Regions from separate parts of the Mus musculus genome. Here region 2 is linked to region 1. The links are chromatin contacts, called in public Hi-C maps. All regions are on one chromosome and are shown on one strand. The core of a region is the stretch at or near the end of the contact, and the rest is flanking DNA. Distances in the headings are between cores, read along the strand shown.

Region 1 (4,059 bases), core at 700-3,199:
CTCCAGGTATCCTTAGCCCCTGCAGGTTGGCTGGAATAAAACCAGCTGTCTGGCACTGCCAGCCACAGAGGGGACAGCAGACATCAGGGCCACCAGGTCTAGAACCTTAGGACCCAGCACCAATAGATATCAGGGCTTCTAAATACCAGAGCCACCAGATTCAAGGCCACTAGACACAAAGGCCACCAAATTCAGGGCCATCAGATCCAGGACACAGAAACTCTGGATACCAAGGGCACCAGATCAAAGGCCATAAGATTTGGGCCTTCAGAACAAGGGCTTCCTAAAATTTAGAGATTTCTCATCTGTCTTCTGCCAGGCAAAAAAGTAATCCATTTTTCCTGTCTGTTGTGAACATTTTGTGTCATAATTAGGGTGTTCTGTCATAGCCTTATTCTACAGAAATAGTTTCTATTTCCTCCTGATAATTTAAAAACATTAGTCTTTAGTTCCTAGAGTCAGATAAAGGAAGCTGATTTTCTGCTCTTCACACAGGTGGATAAATGCTGTTCCCACTGATTTGTGAAAACTCTTCAGTCTTATGCTAATTTCCAGGTACAAGTTGGCATTTTCAGAGACCTAGCCTGTCTTTCCCTATGTTCCCTGAAGCTTGAGATAGGTGCTATAAATATCACCTCACAGACAGGAATGACAGCTACAGGAGTCTATACTTGGAAATCGTTAAAATCATACTGTAGTAGGAGCTATGTAAGCTGTATGTCTGTCTGTCCATTCATTAGGCTGAGTACTCTTTCTTCACCCAGTGCAGAGTACAGATCACAATTACCAAGGCCACAGGACTGGAGAGATGGCTCAGCAGTCAAGAACACTGGATGCTTTTCTCAAGAACCCAGGTTCAAGTTCCACACTCACATGGAAGGAAGCTCACAATAGTTTGTAACTCCAGTTCCAGGGGATCTGATGCCCTCTTCTGGCTTTCACGGGTATCAGACATGCAGGCAAAACATTCATGCATATGAAATAAAAATTAAAACAATAATGTAAAAAGTTACCAGGGCCTCACCTTGTGATTGATGCCCTATTGGCAGAAGCCATTTGTTCTCCATTGCCTTGCTCAGTCTTGGTCTGTTACATTTCTAGCCTTACCCTAGCTACATAATTAAAACATGCAACAGTGCACACCCCACACAGTAAAAATCATGCAAAACACCACTGTACTTGACCCCGTGGTTGCCCTGTGCAAGCAGGCAGCCCCATTTCAGCTGTTGCAGATCAGGATAGCTACAGGGGACTCTGATCAGACCATGAATATGAAGGCCAGGCACTGCAGCTCCTTGCCTTGTGGTGCTCAGACAAGCACCTCAGGACGCTTGCACCTGTGCTGTATATAGCACAGGCTCCTACTATTAGATTCACAGCGGACTCACCAGTGTTTAGAAAACCTTACCCATACCCAAAGACAAATCCTACACTTGTAGATGAAGATCCCTCATGCTGGGGGAGAATCATCCGCTTGAAGACCACTGCAAACCCTACTGCTAGAGTAACTCCAAAGTAACAACCCAATTCAGCCATGCATGGATGTCCTAAGGCTGGGAGATGCCCAGAGCCCTTTCACCATTCAGGAAAAGAGTGCTGGGTGTCACTTGTGAGGGTCCCCTATGGGAGCAACACGGCTCAGGGCATGCTATGAACGTGGGCAGGATCACAGGCCTCTGCACAAAGTCTGTTTGTGGTGATGTAATCAGATACCATTGAGCAGCTGCAGAAGAGTTCCATAGAGACCCCGGAGGTTATGGACAGAATCAGATAGGGCCAGACAGGGATGCCTTGCTGTGTAAAGGGGGGCTGCTGCAGCTTCTCCCCAGTGTGATGAACATCTCCGCTGACACAGGAGTTGTTTTTCGACGAGCTTCTGCTTGTCCCAGTCTTGCTGCGATTCTGCACAACCCTAAAAACCAGGGTCTCAGCAGTAAACTCTGCCCTCTGCTGGCAAGACTCACAAATCACACACTCCTGCTCTTCCCACGCCAGCCAGATCAGGCAGACAAATGGAAGCTGTCAAGGGGGTGCATAATGCTTTGTTTGTTTAAGAATGCTGTTTTTAATGATTGGGATTTTAGACTAATTTTGTCAACTTGACTCTTCCCATGCTCAGAAAAAGTTGAGTTGGAGAAAAGGGAAGAAACCTTCCCTGTTTCCTAGTAATCTGGTTTTGATTGACAAGGGAGGACCCTCTTCCTTGCTACTTGCTTGAAGAGATGCGAGAGCTGAGCTTATGAGCATGCTCAGTATAACACAGGTGTACCACCAGATCCAAGGAAGCACAGAAGAACGTTTCCACAGGGAGGAAATTAGATGATGGTGGGAATGGCCTGCCCATCTTGCTCACCACCCAGCAGGCAGTGGGTGCCATGGGCTCATCGTGTAATTCCTTGCAACTTATTCTAGGTTCGCACATTTCCATAAAGTGAATCTGGGCAGATCTCAGTTGGTAAAGACTGAACAGCTACAGCTGGAGAACGAAGGAAAACTCCACAGGGCTAAAGGACTCAGAAATTAGGAGCACTCGATGCTCTTTCAGAGGACCTGAGTTTAGTGTCCAGCATCCACAATAGATGGTTCAAACCACCTGTAACTCCAGCTCCTGGGATCAAATACCCTCTTCTGGCTTCTGCGTGCATCCACATGTAAATAAAATAAAATCATTGGGGGACAAAGAAAGGCCAGGGGTCGCAGTGGTCAGCAGACAGAAGGCCAAGAGACCTTTGGTCTCTCTTTTTCCTTTCTCAGATAGAAGGGTCAGAAGTGCAGCCAGTAGGCAGGCAAATCAAATCAGTGGCAGGGCACTTCCTTAGCTTTCACTCCCAGCGTCCCCATCTTTAAAATGATGCAACCAATACAAGTGCCCTGTTTATCACTGAAAGCTGAGGTAAGCCCTGTGTGAGATGTTTGTTCAGCCTTCCAGGGTAAAGCCATCTAATACAATGACATACATATGTGAGTCTTGTCCTATACTCTGGTTCTTGTCAGGCAATACAAGTGTGTGTGCATGTGACACTTGGGCATCCCAAGTTCCATAACACAGAAAGGAGGGCTCAATGAATGAGTGACTTAATAATATACTTCCCTTTTAAAACATGATTCATTCATCCATGTTAAGCCTCCCCATGGATAACTTACCTGATAGAAATTATGTGAATGTAGTCTGCAATCTCCCATGCCTTCAATTAACAAAAAGATGCAACAAAAACCATGTGCTGGGAAGTTTTGTATACTGTTTTAACTAAGGGCTCAAGGGGGGAATGCCCACCTTTTTAAAAGATTTATTTTATTTATTACTTTGTGTGTGTGTGTGTGTGTGTGTGTGTGTGTGTGTGTGTGTGTGTGTTCATGAACATCAGAAGATGCAATCAGATGCCATTGTGCGGCACCATCATTGTGGTTGCTGGGAACTGAACTTAGGACTCTGAAAGTGCAGTCGGTGCTCCTAACTGCTGAGCCATCTCTTCAGCCCTGAAGTATGCCTTTTTTCAAAAGGGATTTTATTGATGACACTGGGTTTGTCTATTGCCTTTTAGCCTTTTGGATAAGCACATTGATTACCTATGCCAGTGAGGAAGGAAGTCCCCTGGAGACATATTTGCAGAAGCTGGGTGGAAATCCAAGTGTGTGACTACCGTATGGAAGCACCTGGATATCAGTATGTAACGCTGCTGTCCCAGAATACAGCCTAACATTTTCAGAACTTCTCCAGTGAGTAAACAGGAATTTTATAACATGATAGCTACATCACAACTGCTTCTGAGAAGCAACCCTGTTCTTGTTTCGAGTTGTAAAGAAGAAAACGGAGCAGGTGGCAAGAACTTCTTACTTTGGAAGTAGCTTGCACTGTGGATCCTGGGCTCTGACTTACAACACCTATGTGTGTGCACACATCCTCCAGCCCCAAAGTCCTGCTGCTCACTGTCCACAGCAGGGATGGTCACCTGAAACTGCTGGGAGAGCCGAATCTTCAACATTGCCTGGGTTTTGGTTTGTTGGTTTGTTTGGTTTTTTTTTTGTTTTTGTTTTTGTTTTTTGCTTTTTTCCTATTTC
Region 2 (4,059 bases), core at 558-3,057, 380 kb before region 1:
GATACATTGATAGATGTCACACTAGTTGGGAGGAACACAGAGGAGTTGGAGGCCAGGAGGGAGGGGTAGAAATAATGCAAATGTATACTTACATATGCAATTCTCAAAAACAAACCCATAAACAAAAAGAACCTATAATTGCCCTGGCTAGTTCTATGTCAACCTGACACAAGCTGCAGTTATATAAAAGGAGAGAACATCAGTTGAGAACATGCCTCAATAAGATCCAAATGAAAGGTGTTTTCTTAACTAGGGATTGATGGGGGAGGGTCCAGCCCATCGTGGGTAGTTCCACCCCTGGGTTGGTGGTCTTCTATAAGAAAGCAGATTGAACAAGCCAGTAAGCGTCCCTCCATGGTCTCTGCATCATTCCTGGCCTGAATGAGTTCCTGCCCTGACCTCCTTCAGGATGAACAGTGCTGTGGAAGTGTAAGCCAAATAAATACTCTCAACCCCAAATTTCTTTGGTCATGGTGTGTCATCACAGCAATAGCAACCTGGAATAAGACAGTAATATAACAGAATCGTGTATTTTGGCTTCTGTGGTTCCTAAGAATTTCAGCTAGGTGAGGCTATTGTGTGCAGTGTTTAGGTGCCCTTCTTGTCACACTGTAGGCAAAGTTTAGAGTATGACAAACTACTAGCCCTTCACCCCAATAACCTTGTGGTGTCCTTTGTCCTGAGGTGGCCTGGTGTGGTGGTTAGTTTAAACTGTCAACCTTCAGAGTCTCAGGGAAGGTTTGTCAATATTAGGCTGGCCTGAGGGGATGTTTGTAAAGATTATCTTAACTGAGGGGGGAAGAGCTACCATAAACTTGAGCTGGCTGAATAGGATCAGGAGTGGGAGCATTGTAGGGCTGGCCAGCCCCAATCCCATCTGAGGGGCAGCCACTAGTGCCTGCCAGGTTTCGCTTTCTGTGAGAAAATGAACCATGGGTACCAGATCATCCTATTTTTTTCAGAAAATGCCAGAAATCTGGATTTCAAGCTGAAATAAATCAGTCCTTAGCCAAGCAAAATATTTGAGGGACAGCACAAGCTGCCAGTTTCCATATGATAACAAAGACAGGTCATTTTCCCTTCTAGGGTTTACTCCCATGCTAAACCAGACTGAGCCTCAGATCAGAGATTCCCTGAAGGCTGAACTGGTCTGTCAATGTTACCACATGCTCATCACATGTAGGCCAAGGGCACGGAGAGCTGTGGGTAGGAGCAGCTGAAGCTAATCAGGGTCCTTGACCTGAGGTGGAGCCATTTCCCATTCATCAGTGATGATGCCCAACAGAATTTCCATTGTTCCCAGGTAGCTGAACCCTGGACTCAGGAACAAATGGGTAAGAGGCTAAGGGCAAGGACTCAGTTTCCCCAAACTTGTCACCTAGCTGGGCAGAGTGGACAGCAGTTCATGAAGCCCTGGGTAGAAATTAATTAAAGTGCAGCAAGTGGCAATTACTCCAGCGGCTCACTGGAGGAAGGAAACAGAAAGAGAGGGGACCTCATGTTCTGATTCCCAGGAATTTTGCAGTTCCTCCGCAGGCTGTGGCTGCTCCGGTCTCCAAGCAGTTGCCTAATTATGCCCTTCTTGTGAAAAGTAAGGACTACTTAATTTGCAGAGATGAAGATAATATCAAAATTTGATGTCTAATAGTGATGTAAGGCAATGTAAGTTAAGAGAAACAAAATGTTTTTTTTTATTATTTAAATGTTATTATGGCCACTAAAATAAATAGCTCAAGTTAAGTTAGCAGGGGAGCAAGGCATAGTGGCAGAACCATGGCACAGATGCCTTCTTGGCAGCCAGCCTTCCCTTCCAAGAACATCCAGGCATCCATACAGCTCTTCATATTCATCGTAGGAGGGCAGCAATATCTCATCTCTTTGGAACACTAGGTTCAAATTTTATGAACCAGACTAAAATTATTGAATAAACACCATGAGTCAGCATCTGTGCAAATTGCCTTAGGAAACAATGCAGAGTTCTGCCAGCAAGCAAGATGAGCTGTTGCATGGTTCACACTTAATTCCTGGCCCTTTGATACAGTGATGCATCCTCCACTACTCACTGATGTGTGAGCATCCTGCTGGACTCTTCCATGGAGTTTATAGAGCATCATGAATCCTTTTCATATTGCCCCAGTGCCTCTGGAGCTGTTGCTTTAAGGACTACATCTTAATTCACTGTTGTCCTTGCACTCACCTCAGTGATGCCTGAGTTCCAGGTATCTGTGTTACTGTAAGTCACTGAACCTTCAGGCTGTTTACTAGTCAAAACTTCCCCAGAGCAGCTCCAAATGTACATAGGTGTTTCCAGGCTTCCTCCTAACTGTCTGGCGCAACTTAAATGACACACAAGCCTTGCACTAGTCTCACGAATAAAGGGGCGCAGAATGAGTGTGCACATGGCAGAAGTCAGATAACAGATGCCAGAGCCTCGTGGACATAGCCGCATGCCTGAGGCCTTGCTGCCCTCCAACCTGCTGCCAGAAGTGGACACAACATCTGCTGGGACCCTGTCACTGACACACAAGCCCTTGTTTCTCCTACTACCTGGGAGTCAGAGTTCACCTGACTATGCTACAACTTCATGGTAAGAACACCCCCGCCCTCAGGACCCTTCAAAAGCAGGAACTCTTGCTATCTCTTTGAGTGGAAGGTTCTCTGTTTCTCTCCTTCTCTCTCTCCTCCTCCTCTCTGTCTTCAGAACTCCACAGCACTGTGCACACTGTTAATTCTCCCCTAACGACTCTCAGTGCCTCCTCTTGAACCTGCCACTTCTCATTTTCATTCCTAAAATCTAACAACATGCCACCTCGGCCAACTCTCCTGAGACAGCCCTGCAGAACCACCAGGATGGTGTATAAGGATGAAGCTGGGGTTCTGTTCACGGCTATTCTCTGATTCTTTATCTGAGAAGAGTTAGAATTCCAGTTTATAAGCCAATAATAATTTAGCTGAAAAGAGTTAAATATCAAGTGTAGGCCACGGACCTCTCCATTTGAGAAGTTTTGTTCTATTCTGTAATTGTAGAGATGGTGCTAAGTTTCCTTAGGATTTTAGGGCCTGCAATGCCTACTTAAGTCAGTAATATGTAGTATGGCCACTTGAAGCACACTTCCATGAGAAAATAAGGGAGAGCCACAGAAGGGAGACAAGGCAGGTGAGAAAATACAGTCTGCTGCTCAGCAGAGAAAAAACTTGTTAGACTTCCCAAGTTTGGGGTGACTAGTAGGCCTATGTCAAACCCCAGCAGAAGCAGGTGATTTTCTTACAGTGGCCCACTGCTCAGGGCAAAAGGTGTATAACATGCCAAAGACTTTCTTTGTTAACAGACAACTCTGCTTAGAACAGCAAAAGTAGAATAAGAGCAAAATAAAATGCTCCAGAATTCTTGAGACATCAAATACAACTCATGTGAAAGTTTCTTTGGGTTTGATTTTTATCTGATTAGCAAGGGACTCCTCCTTGCCTTCCTCTGTACAGCAGCAGCCCATACCCTATTAGGAAGAAGATTCTGCCATCTACTATTGCTGCCTGAATATCCATAGTCGGCTACCTATTGATGCTGCCTGGACACTTGGATGGCCCAGTTCAGCACATTGTTAAAACCATGCTCCCGTGGCCTTGGCTGTCTTCTGTATCTTCCTGTTTAAATACTCCCATTCCTTTTACCTGCGCCCTGAACACTGCCTAAACTCTCCAGGCTAGATGAACATCTATCTGTACGTGACTCACATTTTAAAGAATGGTATATGTGATCTCTCATATAGCACCACGATGTTCCTGGCTCCTGAGAGTCAGTACTTGGACAGACATTACAAATAGTAGGGGTCCTGTAGTCCTCAAGCCCTGTTCCAGTGGGAAGGCAGATCCAAAGCTCACGGTCATAATCCTGATGCCAAATGGGTCCTCCATATCTCTTATTCGTACAGATGTTTCTAGAAAACTGATCACTTCTGTTCTGTCATTCTTTAATATTCATTTATAAGACACAGCTGCTGGCTGGAGCAGGACTTACAGCTGAGAGCATGGTGGAGGCTACATTAGAAATAATGGACTAGA

What was found. Hi-C and Micro-C count contacts between places; a contact is called where the count stands out from the background.
Region 2: a Hi-C map of cortical neurons shows a contact between it and region 1, with 1.9 times the contacts expected there. The contact joins two enhancer-like sites. A contact is called at or near these places in 4 of 484 Hi-C or Micro-C datasets (cerebral cortex, cortical neurons and embryonic stem cells), 4 of 115 datasets of contacts at active chromatin or transcription factors (embryonic stem cells and stem cell-derived neural progenitor cells) and 1 of 9 other capture datasets (embryonic stem cells).

The regions. Positions count from the first base shown.
Region 1 is chr5:27,073,096-27,077,154 of GRCm38.p6, reverse strand. The region is part of intron 1 of Dpp6 (dipeptidylpeptidase 6); the gene reads right to left. Among named protein-coding and RNA genes, the nearest start is that of Dpp6, 26 kb to the right of the region's middle. Within about 2 kb of position 1,949, at least 14 of the 459 cell types and tissues checked have an H3K27ac peak or open chromatin away from gene starts, as enhancers often do. A contact at or near this core is called in cortical neurons, where this site is marked.
Region 2 is chr5:27,454,994-27,459,052 of GRCm38.p6, reverse strand. All of the region lies in intron 4 of Dpp6 (dipeptidylpeptidase 6), which reads right to left. Among named protein-coding and RNA genes, the nearest start is that of Gm52769, 43 kb to the left of the region's middle. Within about 2 kb of position 1,807, at least 9 of the 459 cell types and tissues checked have an H3K27ac peak or open chromatin away from gene starts, as enhancers often do. A contact at or near this core is called in cortical neurons, where this site is marked.